Regions from separate parts of the Mus musculus genome. Here regions 2 and 3 are each linked to region 1. A link is a contact called in public HiChIP or PLAC-seq data. All regions are on one chromosome and are shown on one strand. The core of a region is the stretch at or near the end of the contact, and the rest is flanking DNA. Distances in the headings are between cores, read along the strand shown.

Region 1 (4,066 bases), core at 848-3,347:
AGCCAAGGACTCCATTTCAAAGCATTGACAACTGGCCTTCCCCATTCCCAGGTCTCTGTCATGAGATGTAACGTGAGCTGCTGCTTCCAATCGTCATCTCTACAGTTTGCCTATCTTAACTCTGACTACTTGCATTTGCTGTCTTGTTTGGGGCTTTCTGCAGACTTGGCAAGCACTCTATCACTGAACTATATTCTCAGCCAATTTTACCTGACTTGCTCCTAAAAAAAAAAAAAAAAAAAAAAATTACTCTTGAATCCAAGTAGTATTTTGGCCACAGCCAACATCTTCCAGGATTCCTGGAACTGGCTCTGTAGACCAGGCTGGCCTCAAACTCGGAAGTCTGCCTGCCTCTGCCTCCTGAGTATTGGAAATTAAAGGTGTGCACCACCCAACCTTGACAGGTTTTTAGATTTGAGTTGGTTGGTTGGTTGGTTTTGTTTTTGTTGTTTTTTGGTTTTTTTTTTTTTTGTTTGTTTGTTTGTTTTTGAGACAGATTTCTCTGTGTAGCCCTGGCTGTCCTGGAACTCAATTTGTAGACCAGGCTGGCCTCGAACTCAGAAATCCACCTACCTCTGCCTCCCGGGTGCTGGGATTAAAGGCGTGCACTACCACGACCAGCGAAAGTTTTTTAATTACCTATTTTCTAGACGAACTGTTCCTTTACTTCCCAACAGTAGTTTATAGTGTTTCTCAATCCAATTTTTAAACAGCCTGGTCCAGTCTACACTACCTATGGGTACATAAGTTTCTTTCACTTTGTGCAGGGACCTTTGTTCTATTTCTGCACGCTGATCAGAGGATAAACATGAGGTGAACCAATTGGCAATTTAAAGAATGCAAAGCTTAAAAACTCCAAATATTTCTGGTTAATAAGGATACTCATAATTAAGAAAGCAAGAAGCACAGGCAAACACTGCATCTAATTTTCGACACCATAGGGCCTAGAACTGTTGAATAAAACACTCAACAGTTATCAAAATGTTCTAAAACTCGCCGAGATTTCTACTTCATTTAGGCCAAATCCGTTTTTTTGTTTTTGTTTTTCTGTCATTAATAAAATAGGCACTTATTTACCTAATTAACGCTGTCAATTTATCAAGGCCAAAACTTACTTTCACAGACTGGTGTCAACGTTCTCATTTGTTCTAGGCCGGATCCGAAGGGTACTAAGTAGATATGTAATGATACATAAGCAAAATTTTGAAATGAAAAGAACCATTGCAATGACATTCAATAAAGGGTTCAGATTATTGTCAGACCCTCTTCCCTTCTCTTGCCATTTACCACATGGTTAGTAGTCTCCAGGTTAATATGTACTGTTCCCAAAATAATTGTGGGAGTCACTTGTCAGAAGTTTCATATGTAGCATAAATTTTAGATGCCATCACAGCTGGGAATCTAACTCAGTTGGCAGTGTGTGGCTATGGTGCACAAATGGCCGGCTTATCCACCGCACCATATAAAAACAGGCGTGATGGAACATTTCTGTAACTCCCATTGTGGAGGCAGAAAGTTCTGCAGTTCAAGGTCATTCCTTAGCTGCTTAGGAGTTCCGGAGCCAGCAGGAGATACAAGAGACCCTGAGTCTAAACTAATTTTATATGGCGTCAAATGTCCAGATCTCAAATATACTCACATATATTTAATAATATTCACATATATTGACATATATTTAAGAATACTGGGGTTGGAGAGATGGCTCGGAGGTTAGGAGTACTGGCTGCTCTTCCAGAGGTCTCCAGTTCAACCCCAAGCTTTCACCATTCTGGCTTACAACGAATACATGCAGGCAGGAGACTGTGTACAAATAAACAAACCCTTTTAAAAAAGAGAGAGAGAGAGAGTACTGACATATGGACCCAGGACGAAAGGGTGTCTCTCGTTCATAGGCCAAGACTTAGAAGGCAAAAACTTTGCCACATTGAGTAGCCACTGACTTGCCGGGTTAGGGCTCTGGAGCGTCTTCTCCTTCCTTTGCAGGGACGCTCCCATCCTGCTCTGCAGTTATGCACGGACCAATCGCCACACGTGTTGTTTGTAGGTGTTGGATGGCACACGCTGATTGGGCGCCGCGGAGGGGTTGAGCCTGGCACTGTCAGTATTGCATCACCTCCAGACGCGGAACGTGGTCGCAGGCTGCAACCTGAGCGAGCTCTCCGGGTTCCCAGGTAAGCCGCACCCTCTTGTCCTTCTGGGCCGCAGAGTGAGGCCCGCCCGTGTAACAACCTCCAGACAGCACGAGGCGGTGAAAAAGGAGCACGCTGCTTCTCACTGTGAGTGAGCTGCGGGCACAAAGCTATTTCCAGAGAGCTTTCGTGGAGGGAGAGTAACATTGCAGAACTCAGAGCTGCCCGCAGATTCTGGCCTGACTCGTTGGGTGGAGGACTGAGATCCTTAGAAGTACCCCCTTCACTTAGTGGGACCTTGGTGGCTTATGAGCAGGGAGTTGTGAGAATGCAGCGTGACATAGTATCCGAGAGAAGATCGGAATCTGATTGAGGTCACTGCCAAGTTAGGTGTTTTAAAAGAACTAACCTAGGAGTCTTTCTGGAGTCTGGGCTTCTCCCAACTGTGCTGGGATTCGCGTGTACTTATCTCTCGGTACCAAGGTAGGTAGGTTATGCGCTGCACGCTTGTCCTGGGCTCACAGAATCTGCTAATGCAGTTTAAGCTCACTGTTGGCGGCCCTACAGAACAAACTATTGGGGTTTGGAGGTGTGAAGAGATAACTTATCCGGGTCTCCTATAGGCTTGGACTGAAGGTGGGCAGAGATTATACTCCAAGGTTTATATAAATCTATCCTGTCTGGACAGAAGATGAGGGGGTCGTTGTTGTCATTTTGGCTTGGGACGTGTGCGTGATGAATATGTGAGAGAATAACTTCGTTTTCAACCTCATGAATTTGTTCTCTTTTTTACTGTGTTAGAGAAATAAGCCGAAATCATTGAGAAACTCACAGAATGCAAACTAGTGTATCTGAGACTTGCTCTTTTGTTTCTCAGTGTATAGGTAGAAAGTATAGAGTTGGTCTTCTCTAACTACTAGTTCTGCATCTGGGCTTTCAACCAGCCAGTGCTCATGCTATGTGGTTAGGTCTGTAGTAGTGACATGTACTGTACGTGTACAAACGTAATGTCTTGGTCATTATTTCCTAAGCAATATAGTATAGCAATTGTGTATCTAGGATTTAAATGTATTAGGTAGGATAAGTAAAGATTAGTTAAAATACACCGGCAGATGCATGTAAATTATAGGCTAATACTATGTTTATAAGAGAATTAAGCATCCTTGTATTTGGGTGTTCCAACAGATCCTGAATCCAGTACCCCGTGGATGTGGAGGGGCGTTTCTGTTTGACTGGCTTGTGTTTTGTTGTTGTTGTTGTTGATGATGATGATGTCTTAGTCACTTGTTCCTCTGAAGAGACACCCAGAGTGACAATGAAATGCCATTTTTGTGGAACACAGTACACACATGGTACATGAAACATACATGCAGATAATACCTGTGCACATTAGAGAGATGAATAGTGGATCCCTTTAGCAGAGTTAAAAGAGACGTCAGGTGTAAAAAGTAAGATGATGATGTATGCCTCTCCCGTGGAGCCTAGCCTGGCTTCAAATTGTCCTCCTGCCTCAGCCTCCCAAGTGATGGTATGGTAGGTGTGTGTCAACATAAGCAGCAGCACCCATGGCATTGTGGGATACTTTGTCAAGATAAGTTGAGATCATCTTAAGCAAAGGTTGGTGGAAATAGTGTATAAATAGCTAAACGGTCAGGTAAGACTATGGTTCGTAGCTGGAGTGCATGCCTTGTGTGCATAAGGTTCTGGGTTCAAGCCCCAGGCCCCCCAAAGCACACCTGTGAGCTGGAAAGTTGTGGTGCACAGCACACCTTTGATCCCAAGACTCCAGAAGCAGAAGCAGGCTGGGCTCTCACCAAAACAAATAACAAGCAAACACACAAAAACCTAAAACACTTGTAATCCCAACATTCAGGAGGGTACAGGCCACCAGATCAGAAGGTCAGCGTTATCCCCAGCTACCCAAGGAGTTCAAAACC
Region 2 (4,066 bases), core at 656-3,155, 430 kb before region 1:
GACTGTGGGAACTACACATCCCCATTTTTTTTAATCTCTCAATTATCTTCTGACAACACCAAACTATCTCCACACAGCTTCAGGCCTTCTTTTCCCTTCCCTTCCTGGCCTGTTAAACAGGCTAAGGAAGCCCCACAGACTCTTCTAATCAAGAGGCTCTCCTATACTCTGGGAATCCTGTCCACAGCCTTGGGGCAGGAATACCGCACTCACCTAGCATCTCCTAAGGGAACTGAGACACTGGGGTAGGGACTCATCCCTAGTAAGAGAGGACTACAACCAGAACTACAACAAGGAGCCTGGGACATGCTTAGAAACTGGGTGCCAAGGACACACTGTGAGGATGTGGATTCCTCCTGATGCCAGGTAGGGCAAGGGACAACTGAGACACTGGACTCTCAGACTTTCTCCAGAGATTCCGATGCAAATAGCCTTTTGTTTGCAAATTAAGCAGGGCCCCAAGGCCACCCCAAGGGATAACCTTAGGCAAGGCCATCCACTTCTAGCTGGTGACACCTACTCCTCCAGACTACTATGCAGAAGGTACTCACAAGCATGTCCCCCCTTCCCCCCAGCAGTACCAGGCCCAGAGTTAGCCTCTTCTAACACAAAGGCGCTCCTGTGGAGTAACAATTAGAAAGCTAAAACTAGCCACACCTGTGGGGCCAGCAATGGGCTGGCACGATGGGATGGTATCAAACGGATCAAACCCACTAAAGGTTTCTCAACCTGGGGGTCAGTCGACCCTTTCACAGGGATCTCCTAAGACCGTTAGAAAACACAGTTATTTGCAATAGGATTCATAACTAGCAGGATTACAGTTATGAAGCAGCAATGGAAATAAATTTATGGTTGGGGGTTACCACAGCACGAGGAACCGTATTAAAGGGTCGCAGCATTATGACGGTTGAGAAGCACTGCTCTAGGGTGAGGGCAATGTGCCTACAGATCCTCAGCTTCCTCCAGTGCAATGCAGCTAAGCCCTCCACAGAGGCAGGAAACCTCCTGGATGCGCAGGACTGAGCTCTTGGGAGGAATGTGGTTTTGGTGGTGTTTCTAAGAGTTAGCAAAGCTGACATCAGCATCGCTTCTCGCCCTTTTGGCTAAGATCAAGTGTAGAACCCTCTTCGGCACACTTAACAACCATTTTCCCTCCTCCCGGAGACCTCTGACCTTTGACAGCCTAGATGCAGCCCGGGTCCTGGTTGCTGGATAACCTCCCATCTCCTCTATCACAGGCTCACTTTCCCTTTGGTAAAGTGTGGCTGGAGTAATCAACAAAGATGATAACAACTCTCTGCAACCCAGAAGACATTTCCATGACTCCCTCCAACCCCGGGCCGCACACCCCGCCAGGTGAAGCCGGCTCCGACTTCCGCAGGCACCTGGGACTGCGCGGGGCGACCGTCGCCGAATCCGTGCAAACGCTAAGAGGTGCCCGCCGCCTGGTTTCGGGCCGCTCGCCGCCCCGTTTCGGCTCAGTTGGGGTCGCCCGCTGGATCGGCGGGAAGTCAAGAAGAAAGTTCGTTCTCGAGAAGGCCCTGGCAGTGCGATGCACGCCCCCTTCCTGGACAGGGTCCCCAGCACAGCAGCCCCTCGCCCCTCTACTTCTCCGTCGGTGAAGAGGGCACTGAGAACTGCGGCCCTAGCCCTCACCTGTCTGGTTCACTGGGACAGGCGTTGTGTTCCCAGCACGCCACCGCGGCCTCGCTCGGCCCCGAAGGGTCGCAGACGTTCGGCGCATCCTGAGCGCTCCGCAGTGTTCTGTGGAGCTTGCGGAGGTGGGGGCGGGACTTAATTGAGGGGCGGGTCGTTGGAAGGCGTGGCTGTCTCTAGCCACACCCAGGTCGCGCCCTCCAAGACGCTAGAGTTGAACTTTAGTCCGGTCCCGCCAACCCCTTGCACTGGGTGGCAGAAGTGGGATTGGACACCTGGAGGGGCAGAGAATGGGGAGCCTCCAGGCTGATCGCCTCGAAGTAAGCCTTTGAGCTAGAGCCGTCTTTCTGCACACCCTTCCTCTCCCGACTCACCTTTGGACTCTAGGGCCAGGCAGGTGACCTTGGAGAGTGACAGCCTCCTCATTCTCTTCTGGAGTCAGGGTTGGTAGCACCCCCTAATGTCTCCTTTTCACTTGAACTTGCGAGTCACGCGTGATGTGACTTTCTTTAATGTCCTAAAGTTGAAATCAAGCTTATGTCCGGTCTGCTGCATCGTGAAAGGCAGGTCCATCCACAGACCCCACTGTGATACCAACCCCTCTCCTACCCCACCCCCACCATACTCTGAGATATCAGAATTCCTGGCCACATAGCCAGAGATCCCTGTCTGCCAGTGGAGAGCAGCTGCCTGGAGGCTCAGGGATGGGACTTAGAGGGATTTAAAGTGTCCTTGATTTGTGGGTAGAAGCTGTGAAGGACGTGGGGGGGGGGAGGCACCTACCACCATCGTGTGGCTCAGTGCCGCCCCTCCCCCCTCCCCCTCCCCCTCCCCCTCCCCCAATGTTCAGCAGCGCTGACCAACAGTTATTTAGGGTGGGGATGTTTCCTAGGCTTACAGAACAAAGCACTACAGATAGAACTCCACAGAACCACAGATCCACGTTGTCTCATCATACAGGAGGTGGGGCCAGAGCTCTTCAAAGTCTCCAGGGAGCATCCTTTTTTTCTTTAGATTTATTTTACTTTTATGCATGAACGGTTGGCCTGCATGTATGTGTGCCTTCTGCATGCCAGTGGTTGGCTGTGTGTCACCATGTGGGTGCTGGAAACCAAACTCAGATCACATGCAAGAACAGCAGGTGCTCTTTACTGCTGAGCTATCCTTCCAGCTCTTGTTTTCTTGGTTCTTTAGTCTCTACTCAATAGAAAAAAAAAATGAGAATTTCACCCCCAAAACCTTTCACAATGACTCAAGCCCTAACATTCCATTGTCGATGGGTAAAAGGTTCAGATAAGAGCTGTACAGGGCGCCGGGGCGGTGGTGGCGCACGCCTTTAATCCCAGCATTTGGGAGGCAGAGGCAGAGGCAGGCAGATTTCTGAGTTTCAGGCCAGCCTGGTCTACAAAGTGAGTGCCAGGACAGCCAGGGCTACACAGAGAAACCCTGCCTCGAAAAAAACTCCCTCCCCCCCCCCCCAAAAAAAAAAGAGCTGTCCATGGGAAAGCACAAGGATTAACTTCCTGATGGTAGGTTAGAGGGGAGGAGAGGAGTTGGTTATATGCCTGGGATCTGACCACTTTGCAGTTCTACCATCCAGGGTGAGTCAGCTCATCAACAACTAGCACCCACCTCCACCCACCTCGGGTTCAGAAATGATGGCTTGAGAACCCTTTGAGGGTGTGTGTGTGTGTGTGTGTGTGTGTGTGTGTGCCATGGGGGTGACTACTGAGCACCTGACACCTGCCAGGCCAGTTCAAGAGCCAAGGATACAACAGGGCACAGGGAAAACTGTCAGGAAGCTGGCTCCTCCCCCTCACGCCTCACTGCCACTGGGCAGTGAGGTTACAGGCATTCTTTATTCTGGACTTTCTACTCTCTTTCCTGTATTTTCTGACTTTGCAACAATGAGTAAGTGTATTGTCTAATCAGAAAGCAGAAAATAGGATCAGCAAGATGGCCCAGTGGGTAAAGGTGCTTGCTCTGTAGGCCTGGCAACCTGTGTGTGGAAAGAGAGAACCACGGAGTAATCCCCTGCCTTCACACACACACACACACACACACACACACACACACACACACACACACACATGCTAAATTAAAATCTTAAAACCAGGAAACAAATATGTGAGGAGGAAGAAGAGAAGGAGAAAGAGGAGGAGGAGGAGGAGGAAGAGAAGAAGGAGGAGGAGGAGAGGAAGGAGGAGGAGGAGGAGGAGGAGGAGGAGGAGGGAGGAAGTGAGAATGTCTGTAGAGACACCAGACCCTCGGAAAGCTGGCGTTACTGGCAGTTGTGAGCTGTCTGATGTGCATGGTGGGAACCAGACTCCGGGTCTCTGCAAGAGAGAAGCAAGTGCGCTTAATTGCTGACCCACCTCTCCAGTTCTCCATAACAGATATTTCTCAAAGC
Region 3 (4,066 bases), core at 1,122-3,621, 370 kb before region 1:
CGTGTTGCTGCCCCCATTTTACACAGGGTCTGGCTTATTGCATTCCTCTGCACTAGCCCAGATCGTCATATCCAACCCCCACCCACCTAGAGATATCTAGGGTGCAGAGGATCCTGCACACAGAGGGAAGTGGCCACAGTGAACGATGGCCCTTCTCATTTCTCATTTCCTTCCTGGACTAGCTTGGTCCCTGCCCCCTGTCTGTCCCCCTGCCCAGAGGCAGGCAGAGACAGGCCACCACAGCAGTGACCAGCTTTGTGCATTCTTCTGTCCTTGTTCATTGTTTTGGGCACACGTCGGTCTCAGAGCCTTCTTGTAGTTGCTACAACAGTCCACAAAAACAGCATCATCTGGGTTTTATATCTGCCCAGTGCTGATTTGACTTCCTTCTCAGTCGCTTTACAATGGAGACAGACACAATGGAGCAATCACAATTTCTATCTGTAAGTGTAAGATCACAATCAGCCTACCCAGGTCCCATAAGAAGTCGCAGTACGGCAGAAACTTCCGGAGCACACATCAAGATACCCAGAGTCCCTGTTGTAACCCACGGAGCTGCTTTTCATCACTGAGCGGCAGGGCCAGGTTTCTCACTCGGCAGTGAGGCTTCTGAAGACAAGCCCATTTCAGCACTGATCTCATAATGTGCTCTCGACCTCTGTATGCAGAGTTCAGTGTGGCTCTCAGGCCCCTGCACATTGGGAGGTGCAGATCCCTCTATAAACAGAAGCCAGTCTCCACTGCGACCTTGCAGGGGCAGAAGCAGGCTTCAGGGGGTCTGTGGCAGCCCAGTTGAGACAAACCACTTCCTCCTGTCCTTGCCAGAGCTGGCCCCACCCCCAAACCAAGCACAGTGTGTGTTATCAGCTCAGAGAGCTTATGTGGGGACCAGCTAGTCCATTCACAGACTTTGGGCGGGGGGGGGGGGGCTGGGATGAGCTGGCAGAGTGCTCTGTGCCTGTTTCATCTCTCACCCAAATGGGGGCTGGGGAGAGTCTCAGTAAACCACGTGTCAAGCTAGGCCAATGAGAGAACCTGTCTAAAAAACCAGATAGACAGGTCCTGGAGAATAACATCTGAGACTGTCTTCTGGCTTCCCTACACATGCCTCAACACACACACACAAATGGCTAACAATTTTAGTCTTTGTTTTTGGTTTTTTTTCCCCCCAAGAGATGGTGTTTCTCTGTGTGGCCCTGCTGTTGTGGAACTTGCTCTGTAGACCAGGCTGGCCTGGAACTCAGAGATCCACCTGCCTCTGTCTACCAAATGCTGGGATTGAAAGCGTGTGCTACCATCACTACCACCACCACCCCCGGCTAGGTAGGACCAATCTAAAATGAGGCAGAGCTGCGTAAGCTCTAAACCTCAGTGTGGCTTGGCATCATTCTGACTTCACTTTACAGAAAGGGAAATCAAGGCAGAGTCTGCCTATCACCCTGTCCCTGGCATTCTTTCTCACCAGAGTCCCCTCCCTATCCCCCTATAGCTGCTCATCCTCCCTAGCACTCAGGGACTCCCAGAAAAATGGCAAGTGACTTGTCATCCACAATGACAGTGACTCCTGCCTCACTCCCCACAGGTCCTAGAGTCCGGCTTTTCAAATATGCCTCTGCTTACTCTGCATGGCATATAGTATCATAGTGTTATCATAATCATATCATTCTATCCATGCTGCCGTGCGCCTGCTCTATGGCTGCCAGCCTCCTAAGTGGCTGTACCACTACCCAGAGCTGCCCAGGCGAAGCCCTGGGGGTCCCAAGGAGTCCTTTGAGGGCTTAGTTTTCTTTCCTAGCAGTGCCCAGCTAGACAGACATATCTGTTAATATCTAAACTGTAGACTGGAGAAGATTCCAGAACCACATGGGATGCGAAGGCCTAGCCTCCATTAAATCATCCCCTGGGACCACCTCTTCTGCTTAAGCAGAAAAAGACATGCTTTCTTCCCCACTAAGGCACACTGGGTGGGGTCAGCCTTGGATCTGTGCCCCCCCCCAAGCCTCCCAGGGACCACAGTAGTCACCGACAGACTGCCCATAGCCTAAGTGTGAGCTGTGCCCCACCTGCCAATAGCACGTCCAGGACTCTGTAGTCGCGAACTCTTCTCATGCCCACCCATAGCAACCCTATCTTCTCACCAGTACGAGCCACTGAAAGACAACAGCATGAAAAGAGACACCGCTACCGTGCCACAGCAACTTCCTGCTTTGAAAACATCTGTCTCCCTTGAATGGTTCCTGTTTGGTTTCTAGTAACCTCCTACCACCCGCCACGAAGCCCCTTCACAGCGCAAGACAAACACTGTAGGATTCTGCAAAGATCCCAGGAGCCAATCTCCACTCACCCTTCTTCCAAGACCAGTCTGCATCTCCCCCAGGGCTGAACTCATGCAAGAACAAAACCCAACTTCCTCTTTCTAATTTTTGCAATATTGGTCACAAAACAGTGGCACATTTGCATTTCCGTAGCGATGACGCAACGTGAGAGGAGGTTGGTCTGCTGGTCCTGAAGGGCCTGGTCTGCTTGTGGTGGGATGACTTCGAAAGCGTAATCCTTTTACTCGACCTGGCTCAGCCCTACCAGGTTCTGCAGTAGCAGCCAGGGCTGAGCTTAGGTTTAACAAGTCACTGAGTAAAGACACCTCCTGCATCTGGTTTGGTGGGCTCCTCTGAGCAGACCTGAGATTGATGTTGTCTATGGGGAAGAGGATCCATCAGGGGACAGGTGACCCAGGCCAGACAGACCTTGGTGACTACAGAAAGTTGGAAGAAACATACCCCACCAGTGACATTGTTTCACGGTGACTCCAAGAGACCTGAGGGAACTTCTGGTTATCTGGCTGATGAGGACTGCCCCAGCAGGGCTAAGCTCTGCCTCTTCCAGGCAGCCCTCAGGGGAAAGTCCCCTCATTATCTCAGGAAGTCAATAAATAATGGGGCAGGGGGTTAGCCTAACATGCATATAGGCTGCAAATTTGACTCCATTTCAGTAATGTCTTCTTAATCTATCCTAAATTTTGTGTTTGTTTTAGGTTTTGTTGAGACAGTCTCACCAAGTAGTCCAGGATGGCCTTGGATTCTCTGTGTTGTCCAAACTCATTTGAATTTACACTGTTTCAGTCTTTCAAATGCTGGGATCGCTACTGTGCACCATTGCATCAACTAATCTTGAATTCTCTCTCTCTCTCTCTCTCTCTCTCTCTCTCTCTCTCTCTCTCTGTGTGTGTGTGTGTGTGTGTGTGTGTGTGCGTGCATGCATATGGAGGCCAAAAGTCAAAGCTAAATGTCTTCTTCAGTTGCAGTCCACATTATTATTATTATTGTTGTTGTTGTTGTTACTGTTATTATTGTTGTTATTTTGGCATTTATTGCTATTCACCCTGGGATTAATCAACATGACTAGCTTGGCTGGCCAGCGATCTGCCAGGGACCCTTCTGTCTCTGCCTCCATCAGCCTTTTCCCATGAGTGCTGGGGATTGCACTCACTTCCTCATGCTTGGACTGAACCATCTGCTCAATCCTCTAAATGCTTGTTTTAACTAGTTAACATTTTCTGTGTATATGTATGTATATGTATGTGCACATGCACGCATGAGTGTATATGTATATGATGGAACTGCTCAAGGTTCTCGATTCTTCTTCCATAAAATGGAGAGGTGTGTATGTTAGAGGCATTGTAAAGAATGAGGTCTAGCCTAGGCAAGTCCTTAAAGAATCTTAGTCCCTGCCTGAATCTCCACTGCTGAGCTGTCTGTGCCTGGCCCAGAGCCTTTTGCTTCACTCCCTGAAGGGCCGTGTCCCCTGAGGAAAGTCCGTGTCCCCCGAGGAAGGGCCGTGTCCCCTGAGGAGGCAGCCTCCGGCCACCCAGATGCTTTCAGCTCTGTCCAGGAAGCACAGCACCTGTGGCCCAGCACAGTGCAATTGTCCCTCTGCTGGCACATCCTGAGCCTGGAGGCCAGCCGTGGGATCACATCAGGACTGGGACCCAGGCCAACCAGGAACACAGGATCAGTTGAGGACGTGAAGACGAACTCTAGCCTGACAGGCCAGGTGGGAAGAATGGAGA

Evidence for each region. HiChIP or PLAC-seq counts read pairs in DNA pulled down with a chosen protein or histone mark.
Region 2: an H3K27ac HiChIP or PLAC-seq map of embryonic stem cells shows a contact between it and region 1, with 2.0 times the contacts expected there. The contact joins the promoter of Susd3 here to the promoter of Iars in region 1. A contact is called at or near these places in 1 of 39 promoter capture datasets (cranial neural crest) and 1 of 115 datasets of contacts at active chromatin or transcription factors (embryonic stem cells).
Region 3: a contact with region 1 is called in an H3K4me3 HiChIP or PLAC-seq map of the 230-238 cell line, with 17 read pairs. The contact joins the promoter of Fgd3 here to the promoter of Iars in region 1. A contact is called at or near these places in 3 of 39 promoter capture datasets (the 3T3-L1 cell line, the C10 cell line and neural stem cells), 2 of 115 datasets of contacts at active chromatin or transcription factors (the 230-238 cell line and memory CD8 T cells) and 1 of 9 other capture datasets (adipose tissue).

Annotation. Positions count from the first base shown.
Region 1 is chr13:49,680,033-49,684,098 of GRCm38.p6, forward strand. Iars (isoleucine-tRNA synthetase) reads left to right here and starts at 2,098. Exons shown (of 34, transcript NM_172015.3): 1 at 2,098-2,171.
Region 2 is chr13:49,246,389-49,250,454 of GRCm38.p6, forward strand. It overlaps Susd3 (sushi domain containing 3), which reads right to left and starts at 1,906. Exons shown (of 5, transcript NM_025491.4): 1 at 1,657-1,906. The coding sequence starts at 1,744.
Region 3 is chr13:49,306,837-49,310,902 of GRCm38.p6, forward strand. Fgd3 (FYVE, RhoGEF and PH domain containing 3) reads right to left here and starts at 2,372. Exons shown (of 18, transcript NM_015759.2): 1 at 2,345-2,372.